Linked DNA regions of Mus musculus: regions 1, 2, 3 and 4 are each linked to region 5. A link is a contact called in public Hi-C and promoter capture Hi-C data. All regions are on one chromosome and are shown on one strand. Each heading gives the region's core, a stretch centred on a gene start, on an enhancer-like site or on the middle of the called end of the contact. The rest is flanking DNA. Distances are from core to core; before and after follow the strand shown. Region 1 holds the start of Fbxl5 (F-box and leucine-rich repeat protein 5). Region 2 holds the start of Fgfbp1 (fibroblast growth factor binding protein 1). Region 3 holds the start of Cd38 (CD38 antigen). Region 4 overlaps Bst1 (bone marrow stromal cell antigen 1). Region 5 holds the start of Ncapg (non-SMC condensin I complex, subunit G).

Region 1 (2,700 bases), core at 97-2,596, 1.9 Mb after region 5:
AGGAACAAACTTATCGTCAGATCTAGATACATTTGGCCAGAATTTTATGTACTGATTTGTGAAATCCTGGGCAATGTCTTAATTTCCTTTGTCATAGCTGTTTTCTCTAACATTGTTTACAGGGAGTATTCGTGATGAGGTATTCCTATTAGCACTTCAAAAATACACGTACTCCGTTTTCCTTAAAATCTTATGAAGTAGGTTATTTATTCCCCTCATCTCATTTTACATAAGAGAATACTGCGGTCAGAACACAGAAGTCAGGTCGCTCTCCAAGGTTAGTACAACTAGAGTTTGGTGAAACCATGAACCTAAGCTTCATCTCCAGAGTCTGTTTTCCAGCTCAATTTGCATGTTAATATCAAAAGGTAACCAGAACTAGCTGCACTAATAGAAGTATCTTTTTATTCATTTTCTGAGAGTCTGGTTCCTTTTAACCATTGACATGAATTTGGGGTAGGAAATACAAAGGTGAATAATGTAGCATATCTTCTGCTTACTGTTCAAAGTTTATGGTTGTTGAGAAAACGACACACCCTTCCCAGGTTCTCAGCCTTGCCCGTGTTTCTCCCATTTTTCCACGAATTCTAAAGCCACGGGGTGAGAGCCGGCTCTGATACTTGGGAAAAGTCTACTGGAGGGCTTAGATGAGGACAGGTGACGTGCACTGGCCTTTCTCTAGGCAGTGACCTCATTTATGGCCCTTTCTTCCTGTCTGAGCCTCCTCGGCTTAAAATGGCGGGATTTGTGCTAAGGCTCTCTCCCTACTAGACAGCCATGATGGCTCCCCGCCCCCCCCACCCCCCCCAAACCCCCGCAGGCTCATCTGGCCGCTCTGGGACTGTCGTTCCTGATCTGAGGTGTTGGTCCTCCCTCTGGTGTTTCCAGTTCCCCAGGGCCACCATCCCACTCTGCTCCGTGCCAGGAGGGGTGAGGAGGGGCTGCCAGGTCCCCAGCTCTCAGCCGCAGGGGAGAGGCCATGCTAGGCCCAGAGCCAGCATCCCAGGCCTAGCAAAACCCGAACGAGGCAGCAAAGGCGGCTGAGGGCTCGGCGCGCGCACAGCCCGCCCGTCCAGAGCACGCAGGCTCGATCTGGTCACGCAGGTCCCTGCCTCAAGGCCAGGCACCCGGAGAAGCGCCCTTGAAGACCCTCGCCCTGGGACAGTGCGATTTTTTAAGAGATGTAACGCAAGGGACCAGGGACGACCATGCCCACCGGAGGAGAGAGCTCTGGGCGCCTCAGCGCGCGCGCCGGTCACGTGGGCCGCGGCACCGCATGGCGGCGGCCCGCGCGCCCCCGCGTCACGGCCCCGCGGAACCGCCCGGGCGCGCGCGCCGACGGGGCGGGCGCATGCGCAGGGGGGCGCGCCGCCTCTGCCCCGCGGCGAGGGTGTCTATGGAGAGGCGGCGGCCGCGGCTGCTGAGGCGGACGCTGAGGCAGTGGCGATGGCGCCCTTCCCCGATGAAGTGGACGTCTTCACCGCCCCGCACTGGCGGATGAAGCAGCTGGTGGGGCGCTACTGCGACAAGGTAAAGGAGCGCGGGGCGGAGGGCGGCCGCGGAGGAGCGGCCGGGTTCCGGGAGGCCTGGCCTGCGTGCCTCCCGCAACCCCCGCGTTGGCGCCGCGCGAGCCCGTCGCCCGCGCCCCGGCACCCGCGCGGCTCCCGAACCTTCCCACCGGGGTCCCGGGAGCCCGCGCTGGCCGCGGCCTGGGACGAGCGCTCGCGGGACTGACCTGTGCCGGGGTGAGGGGCGCTCCCGGCCGTCCGGCTCGGCCGCCCGCGGGGTGCCCGCTCCCCGTCCGCAGGCCGCTTCTGCGGTTACTCGCAGCCACAGCACCGCTCGCCCGGTCCCTTCGGGCTCTTTTAGTCGCTCTGCAAACACTGCATCCTCTCTCTGGACCTCTTGACTTGCTTCCTGGCTCCACAGGCAGCGTCTTGCAGCCCCTGGAGCAGGCTTATTTTACCTGCCTGCTTTGCACTGGTTTGGTTCCGTACACAAGCCCGGTACACGGACTGGGAAGACCTGCACTCCTCTTTCCTGGTTACTCTTTTTTTCCTTCCAGTTTTTATTTTTCCTGGATACTTTATTCCTTGTAGAATTTGTTCCTCTGTTGGACTTTTTACTGGAAGCAAATGAGAGGGGCCCCTAGGAAAAGTTGCCTTGCAGTGGAACTCACTTTGGACTTTTAATGGGTGTAGCCGAAGTTGAAGAAGCACTCTTGTGAAGATGAGTTGGGAACCTTTTTCTAATGATGCTGAAAACTCTGAATTGTCACTTTATGTTCGGAAGATCATATATGAGTAAATTCTGGGCAGTCATATGTTTTGCAAAAAAGGTGAACCAAATAAATAGCTGTTAAGTAATTATTAACTTAAACGTAAAAATAAATTGAATTATCAGAGATTACGTGGAATTAGCACCACTATTAACAGCAAACAAGAGTTGTCTTTCAATCTGGAGAGGTGCTAGGAAGGAGGCCAATGTCTTCCCTGGTAGGCCACGGGAAGACCAGCAATTTGAAGTGTAGGATCTTAGCATCTTGGCTGCACAGTCCTCTCCCTCCATTTTGGGAAAAGAAAAACAAACAAACCAATAAACTCAAACCCAGTTAGTCCTAAGCCAGTGGACCTTTAAACACCAAGACCATAGGCTCATGGCTCACACTACTTGGTTGCCCAAGCTTGCTGTTAAAATCCT
Region 2 (2,700 bases), core at 45-2,544, 1.7 Mb after region 5:
TGTTCTTGTCTGACCAATAGGTTGACACTGCTTTAGTGAAGTGACTCAGCATTTTCTTCTGTTCATGAGGTCAATTCCAGAGAGGTGGGTGGGTTGATGGTTAGGATGGCTTAATAGTATTGCTCTTAGCTAAAACTAACCTCGGAGCTCAAACACACCCACTCAAACACTTGCTGTTGGCCTCAGGACAAGCAGTTATGTATGAAAAGCATGTGACTAAAACCAGCTTTGAATATGATATTCTTTCCCACTGACCAACCAGCCTGGATGAGAAAGGTATTCAGTCACCAGCCTTCACTGGTGGTGCAACTAGCAATTCATCAGTTAAATTCATTGTGCTCTTCACTCAGGTCACCAAAAGCCAGGGTGCATTTGTTATTTCAACTCTTGGATAAAGAATTTAAGCAATGACAAATTACCAATCTAATGAGAAACACCAAATTCAAAAAGGACACGCACACAAAGGACACACTCTCATACAAATGCCTGTTTTCCAAGAAAACAGCTTAAGATCTCAATAGGAAATCTAAACAGCTCAGCACCAGGAAAGACTTCAGTGGGCTTCATGCAGGGAGATGCTGTTGTTAAGCGCTGTACTGTGCACAAAGTAGCCACAGTAGGGGTTGGAGACTGAGATTAGAGAGTGTGGACTGTCAATAAATTCGATGCTTGCTGTGGCCAGGATCCCCTACCTAGATGTATCCAGAGTGAGACTCTACCTGCAACACGATGATCTATGAACACTCTCTCTGATGACCTGGAATCAATTATTTTCAAATGAAATTCCATAGTGGAGAGTTATCTCTCCACCACCCCTGGGGCCCACCGATTCACCTGCCTACACAGTAGATCCAGCTGGCTCTCAGCAACCAGGAACTCAGAGTCAGATTTCAGCAACTTCAGTCACTCACTTTCCAAATATTGCCTGAAGCCAGCCAGGTGGGAAGAGATCAGACCACGGACATTAGGAGTCCTGAGTGTAAAACACCAGCTCTGTGAATCCTGACCCCTTTACTATTAAGAGCAAATCTCTCTGTCTATGAAATGGGAAGAGTCGCTGGAGAGAATATGGAAAGGCACTAGAGGAAATGGGCCCTTTCCTCTGTTCTTACAGAAAGATCGCTGCTGGATGGGAAAGGAAGGGCTTCCAAGGAGGAGGGCTTGCAGCAAATGCAACCCCCCCCAGCCATTGGATTCCACCCAGTACCTTCCCTCCAGGACTGGCTCTCCCTGAGGGGTGTGGCTGGGAGGAGCGTGAATAAAGTATGTGAGTTGTAAAAGCCACTTGAGCTCCTGTATAAATAGTACAACCTGCACCCCAGCGTGAGGACTGGAAGCCTGCATTCCCCAGTACACCTGGATCTGCACACTCACAGAAAGGTGAGCCTGGCTCTTTTAAACATTTCGTGTGTGTGTGTGTGTGTACAAATACATACATAAAATCATTATTGTTATTATTAATTAGTATGTATGATTTTAAAGATGGGGGGCTTATATGCCTACAGCAGAGGATAACATGTAAAAAGAAGCTGATTCCCAACTTCCACCTTTACATGGGTTCTGAGCATCGAACTCAGGTCATCATGCCTGCCTGGCAAGTGCCTCCATCCTCAGGGCCCTCCTGCCAGTCCCCTCTTAAGAGTTATTTTATCTACTTCTTAGCCCCTGGACCTCCTTGGGTCCAGACCACATTATGGGAACATGAAAGCTATGTCACCGTGCCAGGAGAAACAGGTCTGTCCCTGGCTCTTTCAGCCTCCAGTCTCAGCCACGCTTTAGTCTAAACTCTCTTGGGGCCTTTTCCTTTTCTTACTTCCACATGGGCAGAAATGAAATTGTGGTGCTTTCCTGGGTTTTTCCTACCTTTCAGACAAAAAGTTCTCAATTTTTTTTTAAAAGCATAGATTTAATGTTTTTAAAAGAACCATCTGGTGATCGTGTTTGGTACCATACCAAATCTTGTGCAGCCCGTTGTTTCTTTTTGCTATTTTCTAAAGAGTTAGAATAAAGGCAGAAAGCAAGAAGTGAGCACTAAGGACTGACAGAAAGGGAGACACACTCTGCCTTTCCAGACCACCGTCTTTGCCCATCAAGGGGCAAACTTGCTTATCTGTCTGAGCCCTAGCTGTCCCAGAGGTTGCCTGAGGGTGTATATTAAGAGGGGTGAGAATCAAATGCTAAGGCACTGCTTAACACCTAGGAGTTGGCAAACAATCACGTGTGCCTCCTCTGCCATTATCTGTAGCTTTATACCTGGTAGAAACTATGTCATTTAATTTGAAAGTCATTTTATTTTTGTTATAGATGTAAAAAAAAAAAAAGGCATTGAATAAATACTCCCTGTATGCCTGGCATTATGCCATTGAACTCAGTCATGATCCTTACTTTCCACCTTGCAGTCTATACGATCTCATCCCTCTCCACCCTGTTTCAAGTTGGCCCCATCAAGGTCAGTGGCCTCCCCCACCTCCCTGCCTTCCTGGGACTCTTCCTCATGACTTTCCCCTTCTCTTCACACAGCCACACCCAGCCCAGTATGTCAAACCCTGTGCATGTTTAACCCTGAGTCAACATATCTTTTTCATGACACTTCTGTGACTCTTACTATATCCTTTCCCAACAGGTGGTCATTGGTACCCACGCAGATGATGGGGTAGAAACCCAACTCTCTCTGGAGCTAGCCAAGGGGCCAGTGGCTGT
Region 3 (2,700 bases), core at 60-2,559, 1.8 Mb after region 5:
GCATTCGAGCACCCGGGAAGTGTGTGCATCTGAAGACAGAATGTGAAGTTGGGTTTCTGCGTGTGCCTTCCCAGCCTGCTGGGCTTTCTGTTTGACTTCAGAAATCAGTTCTACGTTAAAATGATGCCAGGGAGAAGCAACATAAATCATTCCCTCTGGGGCAGGTAGTGGGTGGAAGGGGTTCTATGGGCTGACTCTATTGACCAATGAAGATGATGTTCCCAAGGGTCTACACAGGATCACCAAGTGGATTTCGCTTACCTGATGAGTAATATTTCAGTTTTGACAGTCTGTCTTGTTTTGTTTTTATTAATGATCAGGTGCAAAAAAAAAAAAAGACCAGGATGCTGTTTGGGCTTGTTTTTTGTTTTCTTTGTGTTGTAATTAATTAAAATTAATTAACTTATTTTGAGTCAGGTCTCTCTTTGTAACCCAAGCTTGTCCTGGAATTTACAATGTTGCTGTGCAGCCCTTGTTAACCTTGAATTCACAAAAATCCTCCTGGCCCCTTCCACCCCCACAGCAAGCTGAGCAAGCCACCTAGTTAAATGTCGCCTGTGACCTTAACTTTCTGGGCAGGGGCGGTGTCTGATGGAAACCACAAGCCAAAAGACAATGTGAAGTTCCTGTGCCTGAGAGTAATCTTTGTCCCAGAAGCATGGCTGTGGCCAAAGATAGCCCTAAGGGTTCCTTCAGAGTTCAGGACCCTCTGTGGGAAGCGAGCATCTTTGCAGAGCTCAGCAAGGATCGGCGCCCCCATCACAGACACTGCCAAAACGGAGGAGGCATTGTGCAGGCGGTGTTCTGGTAACTTGAACAGGAGACCTTCCGCTCAGCACTGCCCTTCGGCTTCCAGCTGATCCACAACACAAGATTCTTTGTTTGGGACAATCTGGAAGATTCCCCCCCGCCGCGAGAGCTCCAGCTGAGTCACAGCCTGCTTCCCCGGTGTCCCGCTGCGCACTGTGCCTAGAGTGAGCCTCAGAAGCCAACTCACCTCATCTCCGGCCGGAGGATCTGAGTGTAGATGAGGCAGCGTCCCAGGAAGATGTCAGAAAAGTGCTTCGTGGTAGGCTCTCCAGTCCACACCAGGAGTGAGCGCGGCCTCAGAAGTATGACCACGATCCCTACTACCAAGGCGATCAGGACCAGGAGACCCACTCCGAGACCGATCTGGGCTTTCCTAGAGAGGCGGCAGCCAGGTCTGTCCCCAGACACCTGGCTAAATTCATAGTTAGCCATTGGGCTCCCGAAGACTGGCCCAGGCTAGGCAGGAAGAGAGCACAGGGCTGACTGGGTCAGAGCCTGCCCCTCCTCCTTTTTTTCACTTGCTTTTATCTGCTTCCTTTCCCACCCCCTACTCCTGCTCCAAAGTTCCACGGAGGTGACTGGACTAATAAGGCTCTTGGGTTGTCAACAGGCACTCCAACTGCTTACTTCCAGACTCCAGAGCAAACTGACCAGAACCTCTCTCTCCAAGAGAAGACAGCACTTTAGCCTCTGCTGGTACACAAACAACAGCTTCAGAATACTCCTGACCAACAACCTTGACACTTGACATGTTTGCTACTTATGCTCAGGTGTGTGTGTATGTGTGTGTGTAAAATTATTCTCCCTCTCCCTCTCCTCCCTCCCTCTCTCTCTCTGTTCACCCAAATGCCTGGCAATGAATGGCCTGCTTACCTCTACTTCTGAGCTTTGATAAAAATCCTGCCCAAGTATCTTTAAAGTCTCAGCTTTACTCTGCCCCTCTTCTCAGGAGGTATCAGTTCAAACCCAGCCCCAGATGGTAAAGTGCTGTTAAGATAAACTTACCTCTCTGAACTAGATAGATGTGAGCAGAGCCTCACATTCATTACATCAAAGCTTGCTTTGATTAGATGGCTTAATACCTCCTAGGTGTTTAGCATAATCCCTAAGACATAACAACCGATTACTCAATAAATGTAAGTTATTGCTGCTTACTCTAGGGGGTTGACAAAGGTAGGATTTTAGAGTTGATAGGATGCTCGCAACCCATCTCATGTGCAGTAATACTTCATCCCACATGGGAACCCCAAATACAAAGGCTCTTCCTGGCTCTCCTTCCCAAGAAGACCCCGCACTCTTCTGCTTAAACAGAGACTTGTCACAGAATGGATCATGACACAGGATTTTCACGGGACACTTTTCAGGCAGAGGGTACTGGATGCAAGAGCTGGGGCAGGAAAGCCCCTTGTTCTGTTTTAAGATGCGGGAAAGCAGCATTGCAGCTATACTACAGGATGACAGAGAATCCTTCCGAAGGCAGCAGGAGAGTAAGTCTCTGCAGCTCCGTATGTCAGGAGGACTTTTTTAGACTGTGCATTTCATTTTTTTTTAAACGTTTGCTGTCATTTTGCTTATTCATTTTGTGTGCCTCTCTCCCTCTCTTTCTTTTTTTTCCTGTGTTTTCTTTTTCTTTTTTAAAAATACATTCTTTAATCTTTTTTTACAGTCCAGACTTCATCTCCCTCCTGGTACATTCCCTCACCTCCTCCTCCCCACCCCCTCTCCAAGAGGATGTCCCCACCCCTATCCCTACCCCCCACCCCACCAGACTTCCTCACTCCCTGGGGCCCCAAGTATCTAGAGGGTTAGGTGCATCTTCTCTGACTGAGTCCAGACCCAGCACTCTTCTGCTGTATATGTGTTAGGGACCTCATATCAGCTGGTGTGTGC
Region 4 (2,700 bases), core at 61-2,560, 1.8 Mb after region 5:
GTATACAAAACCTTATGTAGCAGTTCCAAACCTGTGTGTGCTTGTGTGTGCTTGACATTTTGGGTTATTTCCTTATCATAAGTAGCCATTAAATAGACATCTTTAGATATACATCTTTGCATAACATCTATATATGTATACCTTTATATGCTGTACATGTAATTGAAGCTCTTAACAAACACGTGTTGTATCATTTGAAACACAAGAAAATACAGAAAATAAAAAATACAGATGCTTCCATAAATACATTTAATTATTTAAGATTAAACTATTCTCCAGGTCTCAGTGCTTTGTACCATTATCAAATAAGAGATAATAACTTTAACTCCACAGTAGCAACTTCTGTCTGCTAAGCAGGACTAGATGAATGCCTTGTTTCTTGAATCATGAGTGTAAATACAACTGGATTACCGTCTGGTTACATTGTTTTTCTAGAAGGGTTTGTCTTGAGACAGTGGGTTTCCTTAGTTTACACAGGACAGTGGACTACTCAAGGGTTGCTGCAAGGCTGGCTTCTGTTAGAACCCTGTGGGGATTTTCTAGTCACGCCTGAGAACTTGAAGCCAAAGCTACTAAGAGAGAAATGAGAAGGCTGGCGTCTCCTATTGCATGAAGAGATGCGCTCTCCCTCCGCATAGATGCTGAGGCTCTAAAGAGAATAAGAGAAATAGAGACAACATGAGTGTGTGACAAAAATCACAATGCACGCCACAGAAACGTGTGGATAGAACAGAACGCTCATAAAGTGAAAGTAAAAATTCTTAATCACTCTATTCCCATCGAACCACAGTTAATAATGTCAGTTGTCCTCCCAAGGAAGACAGCACACGCATGTACACACACACACACACACACACACACACACACCCCTCTTTATGTAAACACACAGAATGCTATTTGCTTCCTTTGCCTGACACCACCTCTTGGCACTTGGACACAGTTCATGCCGGCACACACACAGAGTCAATTCATGTTTCCTTGTGTATGCATTTCTATTTTACAAATGTTCTAGAGTGTTAGCCAAGTTCCTTATTGGTGAATAGTGTATCATCAGAGTTTAGCTGATTAAGAAAATCTTGTTCTGACTTTAAAACACTGAGCAGAGGCCCTGGCCAAATCTCATTTAAACTAGATAAGATCTGACCTTCTGAGTTTTTGAAATAGAAATTACTGAATTCTTTTCAACCAGTTAAAAGGTGAATTTAAAAAATAATAAAACTATCTTATCTTGGTTCAGAATCAAGACCCATCGATCTGGACTTGTTAGTGGCCACGTATCTTACCAACTTCCTTAGGAAGCTGAAGCCCCTTCTTTACTAGCCAATGGCGCCCTCTACTGGACATTCACTATAGTTGCAGTTCTGATTCTGTTTATGTCTATATTGCATTTCTATATTCAGTTTATGCACTATGTTTCTGGGTCTATGCTAGACGTGTTGGTTTGACACATTTCAGAGTCAAAGATGGTTGTGAGCCACCGTGTGAATGTAGGGTATCATCCCTAGATCCTCTGGGACAGCATATCTCTAGCCCTAGAATCAATTCCTTAAAAAAATATAGGAACATCTCCAAGACATACTGTTAAGAGAAAAAGAAAACAAACCCCAGAATCTTATCTATATTATCATTTATTATAACTTATATGAGAGATCTATGTGTGTTATGTGGGTACATGACCATGTGTGTGTATGAATGCACACATGTGCTGTGACAGGAATATCTTACTCTATAAGGACACACAAGAATATAGAAGTTATGGTCTACCTACTCTGAGCTTTAAAAAAAAAAAGCTGGATCATATAAGAATAAAAAAATAACAGTGTTTGTTCTCCTGACCCTTTTAATAATCGCAAACTTTGTTTCTAGCATGTATATTAATCTTTCACAAAATAAATTAAGATTAAGAAGGAAAAGGTCCAAGGTCGCCCTGTGGCCCCACCTCTAGAATTGTCTGCTGAAGTGTGCTAGGTAGAGTATGGTGTTGGGCCGTCTGGGAAGTTAGCTCAGCTGGCAGATGTCTGTGGAACTTGCGACAATTTAACCAGAGACTGAGAGGCTACAGTGCAGAAATGACCTGCTCCGCAGTGAGCTATTTAGGAAATGGATGGACAATCAGACTACAGTTCACCTGTGTTGATTCAGGCCATTTACTTACGAGTTCATGATACAGTCGGGGTGAGTGCTGTGGTCCACACACATTAAGAACTTCACTGGTCTACAGAAGAAAAACCGTACTTAAGAGATTATCCAAATCACTCCTTCGAGTTAAACACCTATGATGTGGTTGCAAAGCGCTTGGAACACAAAACACATCTTTGAAGAGCCTACAGTTTCCTCCTTTATAAACAATACTGGCTAGGCTGGGACTGGTGACTCACACCTTTAGTCCCAGCACTAGAGAGGGAAGCAGAGGCAGGCAAATCTCTGTAAGTTTGAGGCCAGCCTGGTCTTCATAGAAAGTTTCAGGACAGCCAGAGCTATACAGAGTGACCCTGTCTCAGCACCCTTCTCACAACAGGTAGCATTTATCCAGCACTTACTATGTTCCACAAATATTGTCTGTGTTTTATTTAGGTCATACCATCCGACCCTCAACAATCTAATGAAGTCGATCCTATTTTCAACCACAATTTGCTGCAGATGAAGCTGACTGTTTTCCTTATGTTCTAACAGTGGTGAGTGAGAGATCTATCCTTGAAT
Region 5 (2,700 bases), core at 24-2,523:
TTAAAATGCCACCATCGTTCTCTTCCTCCTCTTCTTCCTCATCAGACTGGTGAAATGAAGTAACAAACTTGGCTGTGAAGTCCATGACCCTCTCCACGGCAGGTTCACGCTTATATACCACCATAGCATACTTAAGGTAATGAATAAACTCCTCCTGAAAAGCTGTTTTATCATCCATCTGAAAGAGAGAAGAAACGCCTCCAGAAGCTGCATTAATAAAAATTCTTTATTCCCAACACTGCCATAATACTGCTGAAAGTGTTACCCTTAGGTTAAACTCTAAGGTTTCTTAATAAACTATCAATTATCCAAATCAAGGAAGGGAAAATATATCCGCACAAACTTCTCTTCAGTATATAATTTGTACCTCTGAGAAAACACAAAGCATAAATCTGAACAGTGCAAAATTATCTCATTTTTCTCTCAACGCCTTTGGATTATCGGTATTTTTCTTACCGGATTAATGCAAAACAAGCTTCGCCATAAATGACTCAAAATCAACAGCTTTGTGTTTATTTTACTTAGGCCTTCCTAGCATCCGTCAATTTCCTTCTGTCATAACTTACACATTTTGCTCCCTACCCTTGATCACTTTTATATGTCCTTAACTTTCCGTGAACTCCAAAACAATGTATCTTCCTCACATTCGCTGTCCAGTAATTCCCCGCCGCTACACTCGACACACAATTGCCATGTACGGGAAAGACTGGGTGCTTATGGTTTCCCTAGCTGGTGAAATGAAGGTGGTTTTAAAGCTTAGGAGTTGGTTGAAACAACTTCATCGATTGCCTGAGATGAACCAGAGACCTCCAAGGAAATAAAGGCGTCTGAGATTCCCTGCGCAGATCAACAAGTCACTGAGGAACTGAGGATAACGGATAACTCCCCGCATCCCCTGGCGGGATGAGGATGGAGAAGACGGGTGACTGCGTGTGGCCGACGCCGGGCGTTCTGCTCACTGGCTGTGGCCGGGAGACCTCGGGCGAGCCTCGGATCCCATCCCTCCGTCGCGGGGCGCGCAAGGGCAGAAGGCGAAGCCCGGAAGCCGAAGCCAGGCCGCTTACCGCGCCGTACGTGCGGCTCAGCGCCACCACCAGCTTCGCCTGGTTCTGGTGCGGCTGCTGCGCCAGCTGAAACGCCTCCTTCACAGAAAGCCGCTTCTTCTGCGCTGCCATGGCGCCGGGACGGGAACTGCCCGAGAGAGACTGTGGTTCGCGATCCGAGGAGGACTCAGTTTCCCGCGGCTTCCGACACCCTAGCCCTGCAAGGCTCCGAGTGACGGGTTAGCGCCAGAGTTTTCAAACAACTATCGCGGGAGGATGAGATCTCGCGAGACTTCCGCCGGAGGGAGGGTCGGAGAGCGGAGACCTGAGGGTCCCGGAGCTGACTCCACCCTCCGCTCCGCCCCGCTGCTGGGACGCCTGGGGTGTGGCCTGCCGCTCTCCCAATAGGAAAAGGTGTTTGTATGGGAGGCATGGGCGGGGCCGGAAGTAGTGCTGTGGAGGAGCGCGCCTGAAGTGGGCGTTCAGCTTTCTGAATTAAACTGGTGGCCTTCGGTGCCTTGCGGGATCTTGTGGTTGGGAGTGAAGGGAGAAAGCGGAGGACTGCCGCAGCGACTGGCTGAGAACGGGTAAATCCCGAGCGAAGGAGTCGTTTGGGAGATGTCGTACGGAGCCCGCCCGGGGCTTGGGGATGTCAAACTTTCCGAGGGCGTCCTGGACGAGGGCCTCCGCAGTCCTTCGGACCCCGTGGGTCCGGGCGGGAACTGCCCGTCCGCGATGAGACAGTCTGGGGGACTGGGAAGAGAAAGGCAGGGTCAGTTTAGGCTGCAGCCGCTTGGAGATGCTCCAGCGTGACGGATGTGCTTGACAAATCTGCCTAACAACTCTGCTAAGCAGAGGAGAACGCAGACAGTATAAAAGGAATTTGGGGGTCTTGACTAAGATCGCGTGCTGGATATATAAAATTATTTCTAAATGCCTCACCTGGGACATAGGACATACCACTCCAAAACCGGGAAACTTACTTGGTGTGTTGCTTGATGACTTGGGAAACATAAATGCAGCCACCTATTCCGTCTGTACTGGAAATCTACATTGGTGACACGTATCAGGAAGAGGGCTGCCTCCAGACTATGTTGTTCTGTAGGTACTCTGGGAATCCCTAGAGGACCTGGGGAGATAATGATTCATGGGTAAAGTGCTTGCTGAACACACATGAGGATCTGAAGTCACATGTGATATTTCACATACAAACACCAGATGTTAACATTTGTATGTAGTCCTAGCACTTGAGGGTGCTGAGAGCCAGACAGTGGATCTTAGGCTCATTGATCTGCCAAAGTAGCAAGCTTCAGGGTGGCTGAGAGCCTTTCTCAAACAGTAAGGTCTAAAGTAATCAGTGAAAACACTCAATGTCTGTCTCTGACCTAAACATGCATGTACCACACATACAAGATAAATAAAACTTTAAATAAATGATAATAAGATGAGAACCAATATGTGTGTGTGTGTCATTTGTTTTTTATGTAAACAGACAAACTAAAACTTAGAACATATTAATATTTTGTGACAATCTGTGACCTTTCATTTTAGGTGCTTGCTGCCTTTATTGTTTTGTTGATTAAAAAAAAAATGTCTCATGAGTATTTTATCTAGTTATTTCAGTATCAGTGAAATATAAGGAATCTGACCACCAGAG

The links. Promoter capture Hi-C pulls out the DNA fragments that hold promoters and counts their contacts. Hi-C and Micro-C count contacts between places; a contact is called where the count stands out from the background. Capture Hi-C pulls out chosen DNA fragments and counts their contacts.
Region 1: a promoter capture Hi-C map of pre-B cells shows a contact between it and region 5, with 11 times the contacts expected there. The contact joins the promoter of Fbxl5 here to the promoter of Ncapg in region 5. A contact is called at or near these places in 8 of 39 promoter capture datasets (cranial neural crest, embryonic stem cells, hippocampal neurons and 4 more), 5 of 484 Hi-C or Micro-C datasets (B cells, muscle stem cells, pre-B cells and 2 more), 1 of 115 datasets of contacts at active chromatin or transcription factors (astrocytes) and 1 of 9 other capture datasets (adipose tissue).
Region 2: a contact with region 5 is called in a promoter capture Hi-C map of frontonasal cranial neural crest. The contact joins the promoter of Fgfbp1 here to the promoter of Ncapg in region 5. A contact is called at or near these places in 2 of 39 promoter capture datasets (frontonasal cranial neural crest and hippocampal neurons).
Region 3: a contact with region 5 is called in a promoter capture Hi-C map of liver, with 2.9 times the contacts expected there. The contact joins the promoter of Cd38 here to the promoter of Ncapg in region 5. A contact is called at or near these places in 4 of 39 promoter capture datasets (the C10 cell line, embryonic stem cells, hippocampal neurons and 1 more), 1 of 484 Hi-C or Micro-C datasets (B cells), 2 of 115 datasets of contacts at active chromatin or transcription factors (pro-B cells and stem cell-derived neural progenitor cells) and 1 of 9 other capture datasets (liver).
Region 4: a Hi-C map of B cells shows a contact between it and region 5, with 6 read pairs. The contact joins the enhancer-like site here to the promoter of Ncapg in region 5. A contact is called at or near these places in 6 of 39 promoter capture datasets (the 3T3-L1 cell line, the C10 cell line, cranial neural crest and 3 more), 3 of 484 Hi-C or Micro-C datasets (B cells, palatal mesenchyme and pro-B cells) and 3 of 115 datasets of contacts at active chromatin or transcription factors (astrocytes, large pre-B cells and pro-B cells).

The regions. Positions count from the first base shown.
Region 1 is chr5:43,780,795-43,783,494 of GRCm38.p6, reverse strand. It overlaps Fbxl5 (F-box and leucine-rich repeat protein 5), which reads left to right and starts at 1,346. Exons shown (of 11, transcript NM_001159963.1): 1 at 1,346-1,530. The coding sequence starts at 1,447.
Region 2 is chr5:43,980,393-43,983,092 of GRCm38.p6, reverse strand. Fgfbp1 (fibroblast growth factor binding protein 1) reads left to right here and starts at 1,294. Exons shown (of 2, transcript NM_008009.4): 1 at 1,294-1,380.
Region 3 is chr5:43,867,418-43,870,117 of GRCm38.p6, reverse strand. Cd38 (CD38 antigen) reads right to left here and starts at 1,309. Exons shown (of 8, transcript NM_007646.5): 1 at 998-1,309. The coding sequence starts at 1,242.
Region 4 is chr5:43,839,946-43,842,645 of GRCm38.p6, reverse strand. Bst1 (bone marrow stromal cell antigen 1) reads right to left here. Exons shown (of 9, transcript NM_009763.3): 8 at 2,156-2,215; 9 at 1-649. The coding sequence ends at 544. Among named protein-coding and RNA genes, the nearest start is that of Bst1, 22 kb to the right of the region's middle. Within about 2 kb of position 1,310, at least 86 of the 459 cell types and tissues checked have an H3K27ac peak or open chromatin away from gene starts, as enhancers often do. A contact at or near this core is called in B cells and pro-B cells, where this site is marked.
Region 5 is chr5:45,668,498-45,671,197 of GRCm38.p6, reverse strand. Ncapg (non-SMC condensin I complex, subunit G) reads right to left here and starts at 1,273. Exons shown (of 21, transcript NM_019438.1): 1 at 1,065-1,273; 2 at 1-178. The coding sequence starts at 1,175. It overlaps 1600023N17Rik (RIKEN cDNA 1600023N17 gene), which reads left to right and starts at 1,490. Exons shown (of 1, transcript NR_073433.1): 1 at 1,490-2,497.